Regions from separate parts of the Xenopus tropicalis genome. Here all the other regions are linked to region 1. The links are chromatin contacts, called in public Hi-C maps. All regions are on one chromosome and are shown on one strand. The core of a region is the stretch at or near the end of the contact, and the rest is flanking DNA. Distances in the headings are between cores, read along the strand shown.

The links. A called contact is a pair of places that touch in the nucleus more often than the background predicts.
Region 2: a Hi-C map of gastrula embryo shows a contact between it and region 1, with 3 times the contacts expected there. The contact joins two enhancer-like sites. A contact is called at or near these places in 2 of 5 Hi-C or Micro-C datasets (gastrula embryo and neurula embryo).
Region 3: a contact with region 1 is called in a Hi-C map of gastrula embryo, with 2.2 times the contacts expected there. The contact joins two enhancer-like sites. A contact is called at or near these places in 2 of 5 Hi-C or Micro-C datasets (gastrula embryo and neurula embryo).

What each region holds. Positions count from the first base shown.
Region 1 is chr2:120,649,631-120,652,330 of UCB_Xtro_10.0, forward strand. All of the region lies in intron 7 of pcca (propionyl-CoA carboxylase alpha chain, mitochondrial), which reads right to left. Among named protein-coding and RNA genes, the nearest start is that of pcca, 87 kb to the right of the region's middle. Within about 2 kb of position 1,266, at least 3 of the 11 cell types and tissues checked have an H3K27ac peak or open chromatin away from gene starts, as enhancers often do. A contact at or near this core is called in gastrula embryo and neurula embryo, where this site is marked.
Region 2 is chr2:120,825,118-120,827,834 of UCB_Xtro_10.0, forward strand. It overlaps clybl (citramalyl-CoA lyase, mitochondrial), which reads right to left. Exons shown (of 8, transcript XM_004911819.4): 8 at 1,404-1,649. The coding sequence ends at 1,542. Among named protein-coding and RNA genes, the nearest start is that of zic5, 35 kb to the left of the region's middle. Within about 2 kb of position 1,299, at least 2 of the 11 cell types and tissues checked have an H3K27ac peak or open chromatin away from gene starts, as enhancers often do. A contact at or near this core is called in gastrula embryo and neurula embryo, where this site is marked.
Region 3 is chr2:120,901,738-120,904,437 of UCB_Xtro_10.0, forward strand. All of the region lies in intron 2 of clybl (citramalyl-CoA lyase, mitochondrial), which reads right to left. Among named protein-coding and RNA genes, the nearest start is that of clybl, 100 kb to the right of the region's middle. Within about 2 kb of position 1,279, at least 2 of the 11 cell types and tissues checked have an H3K27ac peak or open chromatin away from gene starts, as enhancers often do. A contact at or near this core is called in gastrula embryo and neurula embryo, where this site is marked.

The DNA.
Region 1 (2,700 bases), core at 16-2,515:
GGTATAATAAAACAGTACCTTGTACTTGATCCCAACTAAGATATAATTAATCCTTATTGGATCGATTCGGCAGCTAATCAGGCCGTGTATGGGCACTCCCGACAGGCCTGCCCGACCGATATCTGGCCTGAAATCGGCCAGATCTCGATCGGCAGGTTAGAAAATCTAGTCGGATCAGGGAGCGCATCAGTTCATTGATGTGGTCCCCAGACCGACTTTGCCTATGCCCGTCATTATAATTCGATCAAATTACACTGGATTCTCCCGATATCACCCACCCGTAGGTGGGGGATATCGGGAGAAGATCCGCTCGCTTGGCCAAGCGAGCGGATCTGCCCATGTATGGGGACCTTTAGATTGCGCCACTGGGGAAGAGACTGATGTGACTGATATACTGTATCATTTCTGTAAAGTGCTTTGTAAATGTGTTCCCACTGTTTAACAGATAACAATATTGGTGTAGCCCAAAAAAGGGTTACAGTTTATTTACAAGCCAATTTTACTTCACAAAAGATTACTACCAAAGTGTTCCTCCCAGTAAGCTGTTTCAATGTTTACATATGTGTATGCTTGCCCTAGATTAAAAGCTGTACCTTTTAGCCTTTTGTTTTTTTAGAAACATACAAATACATTTCCATTTACCAAATGAAAGAAACAAAAGGTGAAAATAAAAATATATATGAATAAAAAGTATTTCTTTGGTACCTTGCTAAAGGCCCATGAAGGACGCTAGCAGGGGAAGTTGGCAAAAAAATTTAATTTCCTTTCATTAACTAGTCTGCTCCACAAATCGGTGCTTGTTAAGTTCAAAGCAGTTTTGAGAAAAAGGTTAGTTTTAAGTCTCTTTATTCTGAGCAGTCACATCTGCTAATGAGATTTCTTCAAAATAACCATTTTTTTTTTTTAAATCACAGGCTCATAGATAAATTCAGAAGAAAAAAGAAAAATATAGGTTTATAATTTTATTGGACCAGTTTATTTTTTCTATGGCATTGCCTTTTTAGAAATCTAGCTTAAAGGGACAGAATTCATGAACAAGAGGTAATTTAGGGATGTTAGTGGCTTGTTCACATTGAGTTTGAAGGCTCTTTGTTCCTGCCTGTGACAGTTATGCGAGAATACTTCCCTCTAATCGCCTCTCTGTCAGGAAGTGTTAAACCTGCCAAATGCAGACAATTAGAGCCTCTTGAGTAAAATGCAGGAAGAGTGATGAATGATGAAGGGCCGTGATTAGAAAAGAGTTTGAAACTTTTTGCATTTCTTTTTGCTTGCAAATCTGATCACGTTTGCAAAAATGCAATTAAAAGGCAAAGTCAAACAAAACCAGTTTTTGTTTAGATACCTCAACAAAGCAGAGCTGATGGGGGCCAGCAATCAGGTTAAGAAGCAGACACTGTAAGCAGAACTTACAAAAACTAACTAAATGGGAGATCTGTCAGAGCTTTAGTTGAACTACAAAACCCAGAATGTACCAAAAGCCCAAGAATTTAAGAAAGAAAGTTCTCAAAAGCACTATGTATTAGGGAAAGTGTGCATCAGTTATTTTCAATGTCACTATGTACATTATGTTTTATAAACTTAGAGGAACCATCATTACAGGATCCTCGCTTATTAAGTTTACATCAAACTTGACCATCCACAAGCAAAAAAAACAAGCAAGCTAAAAAAAAATTTTTCATACGTATAAAGTCATAAAATGTACATCCCTGTAACTATGTAGCTAACCAGCTACAGTATGAGACCATGGCACTCAGAACCCTATACCCAAAATTCCAAAAACAGCAAAACATATCAGTCCACCTACAGAATTTATTTAGGGCTCAAATTTAAAGGAGAACTAAACCCTAAAAATGAAAATGGCGAAAAATGCAGTATTTTATATACTAAACTGACTACTCTAACCAAAAAGCTCAGTAACTGACAGCAGCACAGAACATGTGCAGTGAATCAGCAGAAAAGAAGATTGGGAACTACTGGGGGCATCTTTGGGGGCACAGATCTAAAGGGCTGGGGTTGCCTTGGGCTGGTACAGAAGCCCAAACATAATGCACTACATTTATTTTCTATTTCTTTAGTTAAAGGAAAACTATACCCCCAGAATAAATACTTAACTGACAGATAATTTATATTATGTTAAGTGACCTATTAAAGAATCTTGCCAAACTGGAATATATCAGTAAATATTACCCTTTACACCCTTTCTCTTGATCCACCATTTAAGGTGGCCATACACGGGCCGATTGTAGCTGCCGATATCGGTCCCTTAGACAGATTTGGCAGCTTATCGGCCCGTGTAGGGGCAACAACGATGGGCCTGCCCGACCGATATCTGGCCTGAAATCAGGCAGATATCGATCGACAGGTAAAAAGATTCAGTCGGATCAAATTAGCCTAAATTCGCCCAATATCGCCCACCTGTAGGTGGGGATATCGGGAGAAGATCCGCTCGCTTGGCGACCTCGCCATGCGAGCGGATCTTTACCTGTATGGCCACCTTTTGTGTGCTCTCTCAGAGATCACATGGCCAGAAATAATGCAGCTCTAACTGTAAGAGGAAGTAGTGTGGAAGCAAAAGACAGAACTCCGTCTATTAATTGACTGATGTGGCTTAGCATGTATGTGTGCCTTGGCTTGTTTGTGTGCACTTCTAAAAAAGTATTTTTCTCTTATTTAGATGAAACGAGGTTTTACACATGAGCT
Region 2 (2,717 bases), core at 49-2,548, 180 kb after region 1:
CATTAGAGAGGTTATTATATGATCCCTTTATATATTTATACATAGTTATCATGTCACCTCTTAAGCGCCTCTTCTCCAGTGTAAACAGACCCAACTTGGCCAGTCTTTCTTCATAACTGAGACTTTCCATACCCTTTACCAGCTTAGTTGCCCTTCTCTGGACCCTCTCTAACTCAATATTGTTCCGTTTGAGCACTGGAGACCAAAACTGAACAGCATATTCTAGATGGGGCCTTACCAGCGCTCTGTAAAGGGGAAGAATAACCCCCTCCTCCTGTGAATCTATAACCCTTTTAATACAGCTCAAAACCTTGTTTGCCCTTGCAGCTGCTGCCTGGCATTGCTTGCTACAGCCAAGTTTATTATCTACAAGGACTCCAAGGTCCTTCTCCATTATGGATTTGCCTAGTGCAGTCCCATTAAGGGTATACGGGGCTTGCATATTTTTACATCCCAGGTGCATGACCTTACATTTATCCACATTAAATCTCATCTGCCACTTAGCCGCCCAGATTGCCAGTTGGTCAAGATCCTGCTGCAAGGATACCACATACATTACTTATAATACCCTCCCCTAAGTCATTTATGAACAAGTTAAACAAAAGTGGACCCAGTACAGAACCCTAAGGGACCCCACTGAGAACCTTACTTACCCGAGTCCTTAATGACCAAACAAATAACAGAAAAAAAGTAATCACTGTGACCGTAACTGTGGAAGGTATTGCTGTTACAACTACACAAAGCCATATTGTGTCAAAATAGATATGCAAGATGCTCAAAATGGTTGGTGGATTTTTATATTATACAGGTATTGGACCCCTTATCTAGCAACCCATTATCCAGAAAGCTCCGAATTACGGAAAGTCAATCTCCCATAGACTCCATTTTAATCAAATAATTCACATTTTTAAAAATTCCCTTTTTCTTTGTAATAATAAAACAGTACCTTGTACTTGATCCCAACGAAGATATATTAATCCTTATTGGAGCCAAAACAATCCTATTGGGTTTAATTACTACCACTACCAAGTTTTACTTAGCAAGAGAAACCTCTAGCAACTGCACGTTAACACTTATTGAAGTGCTCCTGTGGCTAAACCTGATCCTCTGCAGTCACACCCCACTCAGCAAAGAGTGTTAGAACTGGGGACAATGGTGGCTTGTTATGTTTATTTACCCTTTCTACAAGCTGGGTTAACTTCAGTACAACAGCTTGCTTTATTCAACAACATGGAACAGACAAGCTGGAGTACCGGTGTTATGCAAATATACCAGGATCTGAGGCACTGGGTTGCACACAGCATGGGCCATAAACTGCACCACTGTGTGTCCAGGCTGGAGTTGACAGTGCTCTGGGAGAGTGGCGCTCAATAGAAAGGAAAGCAAACCCACTAGAGGCAAAAAAGTTAAACACAGGACTGGCCATTTATTGTAAATGTGTTTATATACCAACAGGATGCTCCACTTGGTGGCTTGGAGTTTGCTGTTTGTGCTGTTTTTTCTCTTTGCATTGTGCAGTCTGGGACCACCTGGCAGGAGCTTTATTTAGCAGATGATTCCTTCATGATGGCTCTGGCAAGCGTAACAATGTTCTGGGCCTGCTTAAGCAAGGGCATGTCTATCATGCTGCCATGGAAAGTGAATGCACCCTGCAAAACATCAAAGAAAGGCAGTCACAAATCAGGGTTTGTTATATCTTTCTCAAAAAGCTTTACACATTGACAATAACTTATGAGGTGATCAAACTGCTAAATGGTGTCATCGCCTTAAAGTAATACTATCTTATATTCTAATGAAGGGAGAGACACGTTCTTCTTCCCCCTCTCCCCAAGCTACAGAAAGAAACCACAAAACATTTGTCCATAAGCCCTTATCAGCCTGTGGCAGTACAGACAGTATGGGGTGTATTCATCAAAGTACGAGTTCGAATCCCGAATTGGGAAAAATTTGGATTAAATACGATAAATTCTCATGATAGCAAATATTACATAAATGCTTAAGAAAAAATCGCATTAGTCACGATAATATCGTATTAGCGATCCGAAAGTCACAAAATGTTCATATCCGAACAATCGTAAACGGCAGGAGAACCTTTCTGACTTTGATCCTTTTGTACATGATTTTGGGAGCCTCCCATAGGACTCAATGGCACTCTGCAGCTCCAACCTGGCCCAAGGAAAGTCTCCCATAGGGCTCAATGGCACTCTGCAGCTCCAACCTGGCCCAAGGAAAGTCTCCCATAGGGCTCAATGGCACTCTGCAGCTCCAACCTGGCCCAAGGAAAGTCACGATACCGAAGCTTGAATCCGAAACTTTCGTACTCGGCGCAACAATACGATTTTGTCGCAAGGTACAAAAGAATTGCGCAAAATATGAAAAAGTAGCAGAAAATGCGCACAGTACGAACAAATACAAATTTTTTGTAATTCGTACCTGTCGTACTTTAATAAATAGGCCCCTATGTATTCATAGTTACCTAGTTAATTTGGGTTGAAAAAATTAGACAATATTCCATCAAATTCAACCCATCATATGACCCCAGTGCATATTTTATATACATACATATGTACATATACTAGACCTATTTATATGCTCACATATATAAAAAAATATATATACACATAACGATACTAAACTAACTGTCGATCTTAGGATCACAGTAGCCTTGGATATTATGCATGCCAAGGAAGCCATCCAAGCAACTCTTAAAGGCATCA
Region 3 (2,700 bases), core at 29-2,528, 250 kb after region 1:
GGGGTTGGTTTTTTTCCCTACTTGTGCACCAGGCTTTTTTTTTCTTGGAAAGTTAACTGGTTTAAAAGACATGTAAAGCCTACATTTACCTACAATGTATATCAGTTGGGCATGTCTCCCCCACCCAAATGGCATTATTTGTACTGCATATATCCCCTCTGCTTGCCAGCACCATCACATTTTCCTAAAGCAAATAGCAGCTTTCACCCGGGGGCCATTTTTCCTCTGATACATAATCAGATACATTTAAATCTGCAAACAGCATACACACACAGACAGACCCTTATTCAATATTCCCCATAAAGGGGACAATGCAACCTTACTATTAACCTCTGGACAACCAGTGTGGCAGGTATTAAAAGATTTCAAAGAGGATGTTCACTGATTTAATTTTTTTTTGTGTGGGGTTTACATGTCCTTTAAGTTTATTAGGAGGTTAAAATTAAAAATGTGTTTCTCAAAGAAAATTGACATGGGGGACAAAGATTTAAGTTATAAACTAAAACCAAAAAGTGATTATAATGTGGCATAAAATTATGTACATGTTTAAATTCAGCGTTTGATTCTCAGATTGTAAGTAAGAAAAATAAACATCCTAACCTTAGAACATTCTAGATTTCCAGTACTGTAACTTCTACCTAAGGCTGACACAGATGCACAAAATAAAAACTACTTGATTCACTGCAAATTGGAGTGTGGATCCTTTTGAAGATTTCTGTATGTCATTTGACCCTGCACCCACAGCTGATCAACCAGTCCAGATTTGAGTGCGGCTGCATGACATAAATATATATATATATATATATATATATATATATATATATATATATATGTCAAGTCTCAAATATACGTCATGGTACTTATTAAGACCTTTATCGAGGATCAGAAAGGTCCTAATTAGGACTGAAACATTGGACTTCTGTATAATGTGAAAAATAAAAACACTTCATCACAAAGGGAGCGTGGTCCTGTGATCAATAATTCCATAATTCTTAATGTTAAATATATATATATATTACTGTATACAGCTGTAGTTGTTTAAGCACAACATAATTCTATGGCCATTGCAACTACTAAAGATTGTGTTGTGCTTATGCACAGTAAGGCCCTGAGGAATATTACATTATCACACATTTCCCTGTTTCTCTTCACATTCTGCCTTCACCACAATAAGGATAAGAGAGATGTTCTTTTGGAGTACCTTGGTTTTATAACCTTGTTTCGCTGTGAGCCTGTCCTCTCCGCATAAACACTCAAAACATGTTAGTGTGAAATTCCACAAGGTAATGGTAAACACTAAAGCCAGCACATTATCTGTATTCATCTCACCAGGGGGTATTAGCACACAGTGTGCAACAACAACCAGACACATGCTGTTCCAGTGTTATGTATTGTTAGCATATACTATAAAACATATAAAGAAATGTATTTCAAATATGGCAGCTGTTTGCTTCAAATTATTGATCCACTGCAAATAAAAGTGTGCAGAGGTTCTTGATACAAACATCTGACACCCTCGCTGTCAAATCAGCCAACCCCTAATTATCATGTCTGGGAAATATAGCATCAATGTTTATGGGTTAAATATATGTGTGTGTTTGACAGATGCCTGGTTTGTGAGAGACTGAAGGCAGCATACTATAATTTAACAATAATGTTTTTACAAGTTTATTCGAACATAAATAATTATATTATATAAAATTAAACAGGGGCAGAGATGTTACATTTAGGCAAATGAATAACAAATGCATTAAAAGGGCCACACTTAAATTCTCATGTATTTGTCCCATGTAAACGTTAAAATAGCCACTGTTTTGTTTTCTCTAGCTTCTTTAAATGTGTTAATGTGTTAGGTTTGACATTGTGCAAATAAAATGCTCTAGATTAATGGGACAATAACTGTGTCCTGTTGATTTCTGGGTGGCCTGCACATGGCTAAACCAGGCAGAATTGTTTTTACATAATGGATATTGGAAAGTTGCTTAGAATTGCAATCAGTGTGTGTGATACCCTTGTATTATATATATATATATATATATATATATATATATATATACACACATACACACAGTAGCGCCTGCCAACCACACCATCTCTGGTGACGTTGGGCAATGGTATATATAATGGCATCTCACCAAGTCAGGTTGGGTCCAGGTTTGGAGAAGGTGGGTTATCCATCAGGTTGCCTTCCTCTGGCTCAACATAGAGTTGTGGAAGAAATAAACTTGTTGAACGGAGTCTTAAAGTCTTGTAGCAGCACTATGAAGCTGGAAGTGCACACTGGTAGAAAATATTTGTGCTCACAAGCTCTGTTATATTATATTCATGTAAAAATTAGCCAGTGGGCTCGACTTAGCTGCTTAGCAGACCTATCTCTTGTTTCACATTTCAGGCAACAATTAGTTATTAAGTGCCTCCATATTAGATGACCACTCCATTATGGTAGAGATCCCGATGTTGTAAACAATAAAGACCCTATTTTCTGGGACCTCGGCAAATTTTCAGTGTTGCGGTAATTCATTCACATACATGAGAAAGAGTTGATCACTGGGTATCAACACATTGACAATATATGGTATACTATATTAAGATTAGCCAAGATATTAGAAAAGCCCACAGGAAAATAAAATCCTAAATGCAGACATACAAAATCATTTAGATTCGGTTCAGCCTTATTATTTAATCTTTGTACAACACAAA